2 separate regions of the Mus musculus genome follow, and region 1 is linked to region 2. A link is a contact called in public promoter capture Hi-C data. All regions are on one chromosome and are shown on one strand. The core of a region is the stretch at or near the end of the contact, and the rest is flanking DNA. Distances in the headings are between cores, read along the strand shown. Region 1 holds the start of Esam (endothelial cell-specific adhesion molecule). Region 2 holds the start of Fam118b (family with sequence similarity 118, member B).

The links. Promoter capture Hi-C pulls out the DNA fragments that hold promoters and counts their contacts.
Region 1: a promoter capture Hi-C map of liver shows a contact between it and region 2, with 5 times the contacts expected there. The contact joins the promoter of Esam here to the promoter of Fam118b in region 2. A contact is called at or near these places in 3 of 39 promoter capture datasets (liver and pre-B cells) and 1 of 9 other capture datasets (adipose tissue).

The regions. Positions count from the first base shown.
Region 1 is chr9:37,525,634-37,531,926 of GRCm38.p6, reverse strand. Esam (endothelial cell-specific adhesion molecule) reads right to left here and starts at 3,838. Exons shown (of 7, transcript NM_027102.3): 1 at 3,637-3,838; 2 at 252-439. The coding sequence starts at 3,706. It also overlaps a transcript of Msantd2 not described here.
Region 2 is chr9:35,265,612-35,271,968 of GRCm38.p6, reverse strand. It overlaps Fam118b (family with sequence similarity 118, member B), which reads left to right and starts at 4,164. Exons shown (of 8, transcript NM_194257.2): 1 at 4,164-4,246. It overlaps Rpusd4 (RNA pseudouridylate synthase domain containing 4), which reads right to left and starts at 4,088. Exons shown (of 7, transcript NM_028040.2): 1 at 3,891-4,088; 2 at 3,402-3,567; 3 at 1,803-2,004. The coding sequence starts at 4,079.

The DNA of each region.
Region 1 (6,293 bases), core at 2,589-5,088, 2.3 Mb before region 2:
TATAAGACCAAAAAAGAAAAAGGTTTTGTTTTACTCACACCGTGTTTCTTCTATCCTCAGTCTCACCCTAGGCCCCGCCCCACCACCCCACCCCACCCCACCCCACCCCCACTGGCACTTTTACCTCAGTTTCGTGTACTGGGATCCACAATGAGAACCAACACTGATATAGGCCGTCTTCTCTTCCCTATATTCTCTGCCAGCTCATCCCTACACCCCTCAGTTGTCATTGGCTAAGATTTTCCCCTCACCTGGTTTGGTTCCTTCCCTTCTTGTTCCAAGAACCAGATCAGGATGGGCACCTCCCGGGGGTGGGACCACGACTCCTCCCGTGCCATCGTGTACCAGGCGGGGAGCACCACTTCTTCTCCCTCTACCGCTTCCAATTTGTTGAGGCCCGGGGGCACGTGCAACTCCATCTGAGCTCGGGAGAAGGCAGCTGAAAGAGAGAGCAAGGAGGTGGTAAGCTCCTAGGGTGGGTTCCCTAGTCAGCCGAAGGAGCCTGCCTAACTTCCGTCGCTTGAGGGGAAAACCTGTCCCTGGAGAACAAAGCCTGGAGCCGTGCCCCGGAGACCTCTTTCCCAGGGTCCTGCTTCTCCTCACTCCGACGTCTATTAGTGTTCAGAGTAGGGACGGAACCACATTTCTATGTAATCATTCTAATCCTGAGGTACAGAGTCTGAGCAGATTCACCTCCAGAAGGGCGATTCCAGAAGGGAAAGCAGACCTGGTTTTGACCCACACCCCCACGGCACACACTTGCTCCTCCAGTCTCCTTGGTGGCAAGGGAGAATGGAGATGCCAGGCCAGGTCACCCAGACTCTTCAAGCCCGAGCTCGCAACTGGATGGCAGATCGCTACGTAGTTACTCATTAACCGCGCGGCTCCCTCTGAACTCCGGGAGCCAGCCCTCAGCTCCAGCGCCTGCTGGTGACTAGGAGAATCCCAGGCCTTGGCTCAGTCCCACTGAGTCGGCTACCCTAGGGAAACGCACGCCTGAGACTCAGCCAAACCCTCAAGAACACTTTTGGGGGTCCTGACTATCAAAGCGAAATGCCACTGAATTGTAGGAAGTGTCAGGATGAGAGTTGAGGACATTCTTCCCACAAGTACAAAGCTTCCCCAGCATGCGTTGGGGATAGGAAAGGGAGTGTCCCTTTCGGTTAGGGGGACACTGATGACACTCCAGTGCCAAGTGCTAAAGCCTTTTGGAAAATGACTTTGGATTAGCACAAAGCGGAGCCTGGTGACACCAGCAGCTCTCTTCCTGGGCCCTGCTCTTCCTGGATCATAGCACTCTGCACGCAGGACAAGCTGCCACCTTGGAGAAGGTGAGCGGGCAGCCGAGGCTCGGAGGCCCCAGACCATCTGCGCCAGCAAAGCCAATCGGAAGGCTGGGGAGACTTAGAACCCTACCGAGCCAGGATGCGCGCCTCCCCCATCGCTTCCCGGCCGCGTCTTAACCAAGGCTCCCACCCCTACTCCTTGTCCTTCGTGGCACCCCCCACCCCTGACATTTCCTGGCGGATCCCTGCAGTCGGAGCAGGAAACTTGCGCCCGCCGATAAGGCAGAAGACAATGAAGCCCGGCCCGTTAGACCGGAGGCTCTGCAGGCAAAAACAACCCGGCCTTGAGAAGGTCCACTTCCCTCCAGGGACTCTGCCTGCAGGTTGTTCCGCTACCGCCAGGCGCACCTTCCTAGCCTTCTTGGGGTAAGGCCAGTAAGGAGGGAAACATGTCTTTATCAGATAGACTTCAGCTTCCCTCCCCAAGAGTGTTCTAGCTGCCTCTTCCAGGTTTTGCACTTGCAGTTTGCAAAGCGAGGGGCAGGGGCTGGGAGTGGGAGGTGAGTTGCAGCATGTACACCCTTGCTTCGAGGTGAGCAAGGGACTCCTGGGATTTCCCAGCTCTCTGCTCTAGAGTCACTTGAAACGGAAGAATCCCCTAACTGATCAAATCTTTTTGTGACTGGGTGCCGCAAGGAGAAAAATGGGGAGTCCCTGGGTTCCAGTGAAGGACTCCGGAGCTGCTCAAGAATAGCATCGTTCAGCCCAATCTAAGACCAGAAGGAGAGAGCCAAGGGCCTAAGCAGAGCGAATGGGCCCTTCTCCCCAGGGCTACTATTTTTAGTTTCCCTATTTCTCTGAGAAACTCCCTTTGTGGGCTTCTCACGCTCCAGGGACAGTTCTGAGCCACGAAAGAGCACATGGGGGGGGGGGAGGGTTGCCTTGTGCCTTCCCCAGGAGCAGCGAGTGCATTTAACCCTCCAGAGGCCAAGAAGGGCAACCTTCGTGGCATTATTAGTAGCATTTTAGGCTCTGGATCTTTGATATGACAAAATCAAACTCAAAAGCTGAAAGAGAAAAAGGAGGGGCCACGGGTGACCTACAGAGGATGCCTGTGATGTTCAGGCAGCCAATATAGGTTTTTCCTCCCTTGCTTGGAGGCTGACATTGCCCTCTCCAACACAGTAAGGGCCAAGCTGAGGAAGAATGCAGAAAAGAAACAGAAGCTGAGGTTGAAGGTGCAAAAGCAGAGCTGAGAAGCTGAAGGCACAGGAAACACTCCAAGCTTTGGAGGGAAGGGCACAGAAGCTCTGAGACTCATATTTGGGAACCTAAGATCTCATGCCCTCAACACCACTAGGACACAGACCAGGCCGAAAGAAACCATGGGTGGGAGCAGGGAGATCCCCATCAATGTCACTGAATCTACTCTACATTCTTCCAGGTCTTACTTGCTCTGACATCCTCTAGCCCAAGGAAGAAGTTAAAGCGAGGATTCTAAACCCAGAGAGCAAAACAGCCTGGGGAATAGCTTATAAGGGACTTAGTTCCTACTGAGTCATTTCTCTCCAGATATAGTACTGGGTGGGCCACCTCCAGCTCCTGCTTAAGATAGTTGTCCTGGAGAGCTCACCCAAACACTTGTTTCAGGAGGTCCCCTTCCTCTTGGACCCTTTGGCACCCTCTCCCTATTTTCCTTGTTCCTTTGGATCTGAGAAAAGATAAGGACGATGGTAGACCTGATGGTAGGCTGTGTGCTGGAGTCTGAGCAACTGACCTCTTCCCGAATTTCCTGTGTCCAAATGACCTCATGGTCAGGCTTTGGGGGCATCTCCTTTGATTTCCAGGGCAGGAAGCAGGAAGGAAAGAAAAGAGCTTGGTGGGGAAATGCTGGGACGTGAAGTACTGCTTGAAGTACTTGCGTCAAGACTGAGGACCAGGCATTCCCTCAGGGATCTTTCACATCAGCTTGAATGAGGGGTGCGGGGAGGGGGGACTGGAACTAAGTCCTTAAGCCTTTAGTCACTGTCTCATCCAGTGCCTCAGCTTATCCAGCTGTGATGAGTGGGGGTAGAGAGTAGACAGGAATAACTGCCTTAACTCATCCCAGAGGTCTTGGCTGGAGATGCCTTTATCCCCCTCCCCAACACCACACACCACACCAAAGCTGGAAGCCGTTCTAGCCATAGAAGGCAGAAAGTGTAGCACCAACCAGTGATGTCCAGAAGTGGAGAGTAATGAGGAAAGACAAGAATGTCAAACAAAAATCCCTTCAAACCCACTCTCTAAAGTCCTCCCCTAGGATCAGATTTACCTGATCAAAGCCCTCCAGACCCGGTGTTTGACTCACCAAGGGTACTCAGTCCCAGGAACAAAACCCGCAGCAAGCTGGTCTCGGGGGTTCCAGCCTGAAGAATCATGGCCCTCCTTGGCCCGGAGTACTCAGGGAGAGTTGGACACACGGTGTCTACAGGTGTTGTGGGTGAGCGGCGGCAACCCGAATGTGCACAGGAACCAGGCTACTGACCAGGGTGGCTCCAACCCAAGTCAGCGGGTGTGCGGATGGGGAGGTGGGGTGGAGACCGACTGGACAGTGGGCGGGGCATTCAAAGGGGTGGAGAGGTCACCGTCCTGCCGGGCGCGGCGCGCTAGTGACTCGCAGCGGGGGAAGAGAGCTCTCCCCAGGCTCAAACAGCCGGATCCGCCGGCCTCTACCTCATACCTCCAGGGCAGGTGTCAGGAATAGAGGGTGAAAAAGGAGGAATGGGGGCGGGGGGACTAACCTAAATTTAAGAAGTGACCCCGACCCGACAATAAAAGCCCTGTATCTGGGGTCAGAACGGCCGCTCCAAGCCTGGCGTGCGGCATCCCGAATCAAAGCAGAGCAGCCTTCTCGGAGGAAGAGGGGAGCCCCCACGTTGTGTAGTGTGGGTTCAGCTGGGTTAGGAGCAGCCGCTGAAATGGGGATTCGAACTTTATTAGCCCACACCTCTCTCCGCCCGGTTCAGGCCCGAGGCTTCTGGGGAAGACATCCAACATAGCCCTGACGCCACAGGCCTTCCTGCTCCTAAGGCTAGAGAGGGGCTGGTTCTCCAGAGTTCCAGAAACCGAGGCCCGAGGCGGAGTGTATGGGGGTCTGGGGGGAGTCTCGGACCTTTGCCTCATGAAAACACGGAAGACCTGGTACAAGGGAGGTGAGCAGGAAACTGAGGCAACAGTCACAGGCTTAATGCTGACCAGGGAGGAGGGAGCAGCTGCAGGAGGACGGGATATAAATAATGTCTTTCCCTTCTGTACAGCCGCTGGTGTCTTCGCAACCGCCCATCCTTGTAGTGAACGGCTTAGGCCAGTTCTGATCCTTTAATTCCCAGGACTAGATCTTTCCGCTGTGAATTTAATTTCAACCCCACACCCCACCCATGTCATTGGGGGCGGGGATGGGGGTGGCGGCACCTCTGCGCCCCCTGATGGCCCGGGCTGCTTCAGCAGGGGGAACGCACCGGTTCCAGCCTAACAGCCAATAAATAAAAATATGCTTCAAGTATTTGGGCAGGGCTTTGCTGCGCAGGACAGAAGGCATAGCCACGAATGTCTGACGTGGCCTGTTCCGAGGGAGCAGAACTGTCAGGCAGTAGAGGCAGCCTGGCCTCCTCATCTCTACACACCCCATCAGCTCCAGTGTTGTGCAATGGCTTTTCCTACCTAAAGAGCCCCAGCCTGGCTCCTCTTCAAATACCAGTCATGCAGTGGCTCTACGAAATGCCTATACAAACACTAGACTGCCCCTGACATCTATGGAATCTACCTCTTTGGCAGCTCAGCTTTCAAACTTTGTACTGTCAAAAGGTGATGTTAGGGATGGGCTGTCTTGGTTTTCCTTGCCTATCAGATTTTTCTAGATTTGAGAATACTAAAAACATTTTTTAAAAAGTGTGTATGGGCCTGCATGTGTCTGCACCACGTGTGCAGTGCCTGTAGAGGCCAGAAGAGGGTGTCGGATCCCCTGGATTCTGAGCTGCCCTATGAGAAGATGCAATCAAGCCCCAATGCTGCGGAAGATCCTTACCCTTAACCCCAAAGCCATGTCTCCAGTCCCATAAGTACCTCTTTCAAACACCCTTCATCTGTTGCCTGGACCACGTTGTCACTCCAAATGAATAACTCCTCCCAGGAAAAGGAAGTACAAAGCTTTGGCTCTTGCCTAGTGACACTGAAGCGTCTGATGACACAGGTGTGTCCATCCCTGCCCAAGAGCTGCTTCCCAAAATCTCTGTTACATAATCAGCTAAGGACCTAAGGAGAGTGACTGTCCCTATGGCACAGAAGAATTCACAGGCTTTTACGCCTGAATTTTCCTCATTGTCCCCTATTCTAACCACTTCTGACCCCGAGGAAGTCGAAACCTAAACATTGGATGAGTGCAAGGTAGGTTCATCATAGGTTTCTCTCAACCACACTTCATGTACGATCTTAGAAAGAATTTATATTTGGGCTGGAAAGATTTCTCACACCAGTCAAGAGGACGTGTTGGTCTTGCAAAGGACAAAAGTTTAATTCACAGCATCCACATGGTGGTTTACAACCATCCATAATTGCAATACTAGGAAACCTGATGCTTCTGACCTCCACGCATGTGGTAGGTACATATACATACACGGAGGCAAGACACTCACACACATAAAAACAATTTAACTTAAAAATTTTCCAGAAGTCAAAACAAAGCTTGACTAAAAGGGCCTCTCTCCCTCCTGGATCTGTTACAAGGCTTATGGTCTTAGTCAGTCCCCTTGTCTGAGACAATGCTCAATGTCAATGTTACCTGACAGCCTATTGTCTTCTTTTCTATTGTCTCTGGTCAGATAGGATATTCCTATCAGCAAGTCACTGTCCTCACAAGCCTCCATTTCCCAAAGCTCAGTTTTGTCCTCTTCCCTGACCTTTAACCCATTTCAAGCCACTCGGAAACTCAGGCTTGATCTTATCTTTGCCCTCCATCTTGGTCACAGG
Region 2 (6,357 bases), core at 2,915-5,414:
TGCCTGAGCTCTATCATTAAGCCTTGAAAACTTTAAAAGGCATAGTGCTAAACTCACAGATATCAGATATGAATGAGAATCATTGTGATGAGTCATAGATATATAGATTCTCCCCCCAAAATGTATTATTCTTATTTCTCTGTAAGTATATCTGTACCTATCATAGGCATGCAGGTGCCCACAGAGGCCAGAGGTGGGTAATGGATCTCTTGAAGCTGGGGTTCTGTGCTTGTGAGCTGTCAGTTATAGGTGTTTGGATCCAAACTCAGAATAGCTGAAAGGGCAGCAAGTGGTCTTAACCCCTGAGCCATCTCTCAAGACCCCATATCGAATTTTAAAGGGCTCCCCTGATTACAAAGTTTATATACAATCTCTGAAACAAAAAGGATATTCAAAATGTAGAATAATATAAATCGAATATAAAATCATAACCCAATAGGAAAATAGCCAAGGAGAAATAGTCTCTTTTCAAAAAGGGAAATTCAAACAGAAAATAAACACAAAAAAACCCTATCTAAATGGCTTTTTAAAAAATGCTTTGACTGGCATAAAGTGAGTGTGTATTCACCACTGCTGGTGAGAGGTGAAACTGACACAACATTTTTGGAGAGCAATTTAGATACTATTAAAATTTTAAACATGAACTGGAGAGAGATAGCTCAGAGGATGAAAGCACAGAATGCACTCCCAGCACTGATATGGCCGCTAACAGCCATCTGTAATTCCAATTCCAGGGATCCAATGCCCTCTTCTGGCAAGCAAGTGGTACACAGACCAAAACCCACACACACACACACACACGAAATAAAAATTCATTTCAAAGGAATACTAAAAAAAAATTTTTTAACATGCATACTATTCAAAGCTGCAAGTCTGTTTTTAAAGGAATATGCTCTAAAAAACACTGCTACAGAACAAGGTATGGTGCCTCCAGCACTCAGAAGGCAGGAAGATCAAAGTTCAAGGCCAGACTGAGCTACATGAAACCTGTCTCAAAAAACAAGTCAGTAGCTATGGAGATGGCTCAGCAGATAAAGCTGCTTGCTTCTAAACCTGACAAACTCAGTTTGATTCCCTGGAACCTACAAAATGGAAGGAGAAGAATAGACAAGCACATGCCCAAGTACTACAGACAGACAGGCAGGCAGGCAGGCAGGCAGCAGACAGACAGACAGACAGAAACACAAATAAATGTTTAAAAACCAGCACTGGGTAGAGTGGTACCAGCCTTTCTACCCAGCATTTGGGAGGCAGAACTCTGGGAGTTCAAGTCCATCCTGGTCTATGTAGCCAGCTCCAGGCCAACCAAAGTTACAAAGTATGGCTTTTTATCAAAAACAACCAACCACCAAACCAATCAAACAAAAGGGGGTGAGGAGATGGCTCAGTGGGTAAAGTGCTTGGTGCACATGCATGCTGATGAGCTTAGAATCCTAGCATCCATGGAAAGCCAGGGTATAGCAGTTCACGCCTGCAACCCCGGTGTTCAAGGGGATGGAGACTAGCAGATTCTGGAGGCTAGCTAGTTAATCAGTGAGTTTCAGGTTCTGTGAGACACCCTATGTCAATAAAATAGGGAGCGACAGAAAAAGAACCCTGACTTCTCCAAGTACACACACACGTGTGCACATAACCACTATCTTATCACCCGACATTCCAAGTACTAAGCTAGTTCATATACTCTTTGTTATCATCATGAATTCTAGTACGGTGACTTCTATTAACAGTTCTGTAGTGCAGTGGACAGATAAAAGGGATGCGTTTCTTCATTCCACCCCTAGTGACAATAACAGGCCTCATACCAGTACTTCTTTTCCACCTGGCGGGTTCTAAATAGCTCCTGGACTTGATGTGCCATGTCCTTCTCCCAAGCCAAAACCATTACACCTGTGGTTTCTTTGTCCAGACGGTGGCACAGATGCAAAGGTTCTGCCTTGTGGCCATGAAGCATCTTTGCCAAGATGGGCAGTACATCACTGATGCAGAGCTGGACTCCTGGGCCACCTACGGAGGAAAGAGCCAGAGGCTGGAGAACTCTTCTTGAGAGAACAATCTCTCAGTCTTGAGATAATAATCACCTTTCAATCTTGACAGAACAAACAATTGTCTCCATTTTCTACAGTTGTGCTATGAACAATATGGTGAGGATTACTAATATTAATAGGCCCAGAGATCTTAGCTATAAAATGAAATGCAGGCCAACCATTTCCAGACTATAAACTCAGAACTTGTATTTTAACAAGCACCCCAAGGGCTCTCAAGTAATAAGTCTGGGAAACACTGTGACTTTCTCTTCAGAGTCTGTGGGCCTGAGAGGCTTCACTGAAGCATTCCCTAGAAGAGAGGCTAAGAAGATGAGCTCTAGCTGAGTGATGGCGGTGCATGCCTTTGATCCTAGCACTCCTAAGGCAGAGGCAGTGAGATCTTTATGAGCTCAAAGCCTACAGAGTTAGTTACAGGACAGACAGGGCTATACAAAGCCCCTTCTCAAAACAAAACAAACAAACAAAAAAGATGATGGGCTAAGATCAGACATCCCTGGATTTTACTATTTGTATTCACCATCTGACCTTTCCAGCTTTGTTATCTATAAAATATAAATACCCGAAACAAATTATCCTCAACAACTAGAAACTTAAGCAGAGAATAAATAGTAAGGCAAGAACTCGTTACGAAACCTAGAGGAACTGCCACCAAAGGAGTGATTTATTCCAACTAAAATATTTTTTTTTTTGCTAAAATATTTACTTTCCTCCTGCAGACCTTTGACAAATGTTTTTTTTTTTTTTTTTTTTTTTTCCCTTTCAATTCTGACTCACTTCAGCCGTCCCCCATCAGAACACTCAGCAGCATCAGGACATCTATTAAGTTCCAGTCCCTCTGGGGTTACTGTGTACCGCAACCGTGTGTATTATTTCCTCTTCCCAGCCTTGTCTCTCTACCTCTCTCATTTTGAAATGAAGTTTTGCTGCTGCTGAGACTGATCTGAACATGAACACCGGATCCTCCCCTAGACCTGGGGCGGCAGTCGCACACTGGCTCCCAACTCCTTTTTCGTTGTTGTTTTGTTTTAACCACTTTGATGGAAAATAACAGTTAGCAAGTAACTTTTTGTATTTCTCCGCATCGATTCTTGTGGGTGGCTGTACACAGCCCACAGTGCAGAACTGAGCTTCTGTATCTCTCTGCAATAATTCCTGTGGGAGGCTGCATACAGCTCACTGTCAGGTATCTGCAAGTGGGGACTAGACACTGGTTTGTTACCAGTAGTCACATACATGGGATAATAAGGTTTAATTAACTTGAATTCAAGAGTGTCTCATGAATAAAGCTTCAGGGGTGACCCTAGATGGAAGAGGAAGCAGCAGCAGGTTTCTCTCCTTAGCCCACATGGCTCTTACCATGGACAGGGAGACCATAGGGTTTATTAATGACCACGAGGTCGTTGTCCTGGTGGAGAATCCTTCGGCTCAGTTCCTTAGCAAGCACATTGGGGTGAACTCGCTGCAGCTGCTGTGTGAATCGCACTAGTTCCTGCACTCTCCGCTGAACGGGGTTTGTAGGCACCTAAGGAAAGAGAAAGGTGGAAAAAGCTTAATGAAGGAGTGAAGCGCTGGGAATGGCCTTAAGTGCGATTTAGGTGGAAATCCGTGGAATGACTGTACTGTATAATTTGACTCATGTTTCCTTTGGGACCATACATAGCCATCTGTCTTATCTGCATACCCACGCGGTGGGTCTGGCAGTAGCAAAAGTGCGGTATTCCGACTACCACACAGAATATTCTCAACATTGATGTACTTGCTGTTACAGGACCTGCCTACCACACCCCACACCTAAGAAAGCCGTGAGAGCATCGCTTCTCGGAAGTTGAGTCTCTCTAGACTCACCCGCACTTCCTTTGCCTTTTGCTCTTGTTTCTGGGCTCGGAGCTTCTCTGCCAATCTCTGAGCATTCAGGGGCCTAGAGGAAGTAGCGCTGGAACAAAACGACCAGGAGCCGGGAGTGAACAATCTCCCGGGACGCGAACTCATACTCAAAAGCTGGACACCAGGCGTACGCAAGCAGGGCGCGGCCATCTTGGCGAGGGCGGGGCCGGACAGCGCGGAGAGGAGGAAGGGGGGGGGGGTGGGCCCTGCTGATCACGTGGGCAGGTAGCCTACGGGTCACGTGGGGCGGTGCGCGCTCAGTGCGGCTGCGCCGGCCGGTAGCTGCAGCTGGAGCGGTGGCGTTTGGAGCAGACGCGGTGAGTGTGTGGGGAAGCCAGGCGAGGGCTGGGAAATGCCGGTGCCCCAACGGTTTTCGCATGGCCCGGATCTCCATTCTTGGAGAGCACTGCCCTGGCAAGCGTGTCTCGCTTCGGGGCACGACTCCACGCAGAAACACTTCCCCGCCCCCGCGTCCTTAGAAGTGAAGCTGGCTGCTCCTCAGTCTTTACCGGCACCTGTCTGGTCCCTCTTAGCAACCAGGTCCTCGGCGGGTCCTCAGAGGGACGTGTGGTGTTCTTTCTCGTTTTCTTGCCGCTCGTCCTCCGGAGATCCCCAGATCTCTCATATTCCAACCTCCCGCTTTGCGACTGCCAACCCCTTTGTTTCGCGTTGTTTGTAGCCAGTCCTCCCGAAGATGACGGTTCTTTTCCTTCATCCAGGACCCCCGCCCCATACGTCCTACCTCGAGAGCGCTACGGGTTTATACTGACCTTTCTCTAGAGTTCGTTTCTTGGGGTCTCCTCTTTCTTCCCTTATCTACTCTTCCCAAGGAAAGTAAAGAGCTTTTCCCCCTTTGCCTCCTTTAGTCTTTCCTTCCATAGCTTGAAACCGTCGAACCCTCTCTCTCTCTCTCTCCCTTTCCTACAAGAGACTCCCGAACTGCAAACGACGACTCTCCTATCGCCAAAGGGCAGCTGGGAATATGAACAGCTGTTTTGGAATGGTAATCTCGAAAACACCTTGGGATGCGCATGCCGTTTGCTGGGGAAGCTGATGCTGAAGGGATGTCGTGAGAACTAGTGACTCTTCCCTCAAGATAGCCAGATTGCATTTCAGTTAGAGAATGAATAGTTGAATTAGGCTTGGGTGTTTCTCCCTCCAAAATGAATTAGCAGAAGGAAACCACATGTGAAACAGTTGAACAGGTGAATAGCCTCAGAAGACTAGAAGTTGAAGAATTTAAACTTCATGTGATAGTTGGATCTTTGAAACTTCTTGAGAAATCCCTTGCAAGTGGTATTGTAGAGAGGAATGTGGCAATACAAAGCAGGACAGATCAAAAAGGAAAGTATATCCGGGAAACCAACTAGGCTGCTGTAATGTAGATGATCATTAATGAAGCCCCGTCCCATTCCGCGGTCTTTTCCCCCCTGCTAAGTACTGTCCTTGAAATGTGAATTACCAGCTATACAGTCAAGGTGTGATGTGAATTACTGGAGGACTTCTTTCATCCCCAAACCTGTTAATATAGTAAGCTCACAAATATTTTATGTGGCTGCAGTGATTCTGAGTTAGGTTGGGTTGTTGTTTGCTTTCTGTCTGTCTGTCTGTCTGTCTGTCTTAAAGGTCTCACATTGTAGACCAGACTAGCCTCCAATTCATGGACCTTTTTCTCTGCTTCCCTAGTGCTAGAATAAAAGACTACACCCCCACACACCCAGTCTGTTTATGAACATTTTGAACAGTTATATTTCTGTCAGTTTTTTTTTTTTTTTTGACGTGAAGAACGAAGGTAGAGAATGGTGGGAAGACTTGTCTGTATTTCTGTAATAAGATAAGTGATCTGGATGTAGTTCCATGGGAACAGTTTGGGAAACACTGTTTCTTCTATTAGTGGCTTTGTCCCCTCTCACCAATAAATTCACAAGTAGAACACCTATATAAAATTTGAGAAATTCCACTCTAAAAGAATTATCCTTTCTGATAAGCTCCAGTTCCATGTTCTAATGTCTCTGAACTGCTGAGGATCACGTGTTAGTCACATGAAAGCCCCTTTTCCCAAGACATGAACATCAGGATTTAAAATCACATCATTACATTAATTACACTCCTATATTAGGTATGGAACCTTTATGGTTTGGAAGAATTTCGAGAAAAATATTTATACTTTTACCTTTTTTGCACTGTTCAAGAATTAACATTTGTTTTTACAGAATTGGCCTTCTTTGGCAGGAAAGAAAGAAAAACAAAATGAAACAAAACAACTCAGATGTCATTGTTAGCAACACAAAGCTGTGATCTTAGTTGTAGGCACACTCTATAATGCCTGAAAATAAAGACAACAGTCACTGGGAGGAAAAGGCTTAGTCCGAGATTTTCTAGGAAGAATTTAAAGATTTCAGGTTTGCTGTTTATCTCTTCATTTGAT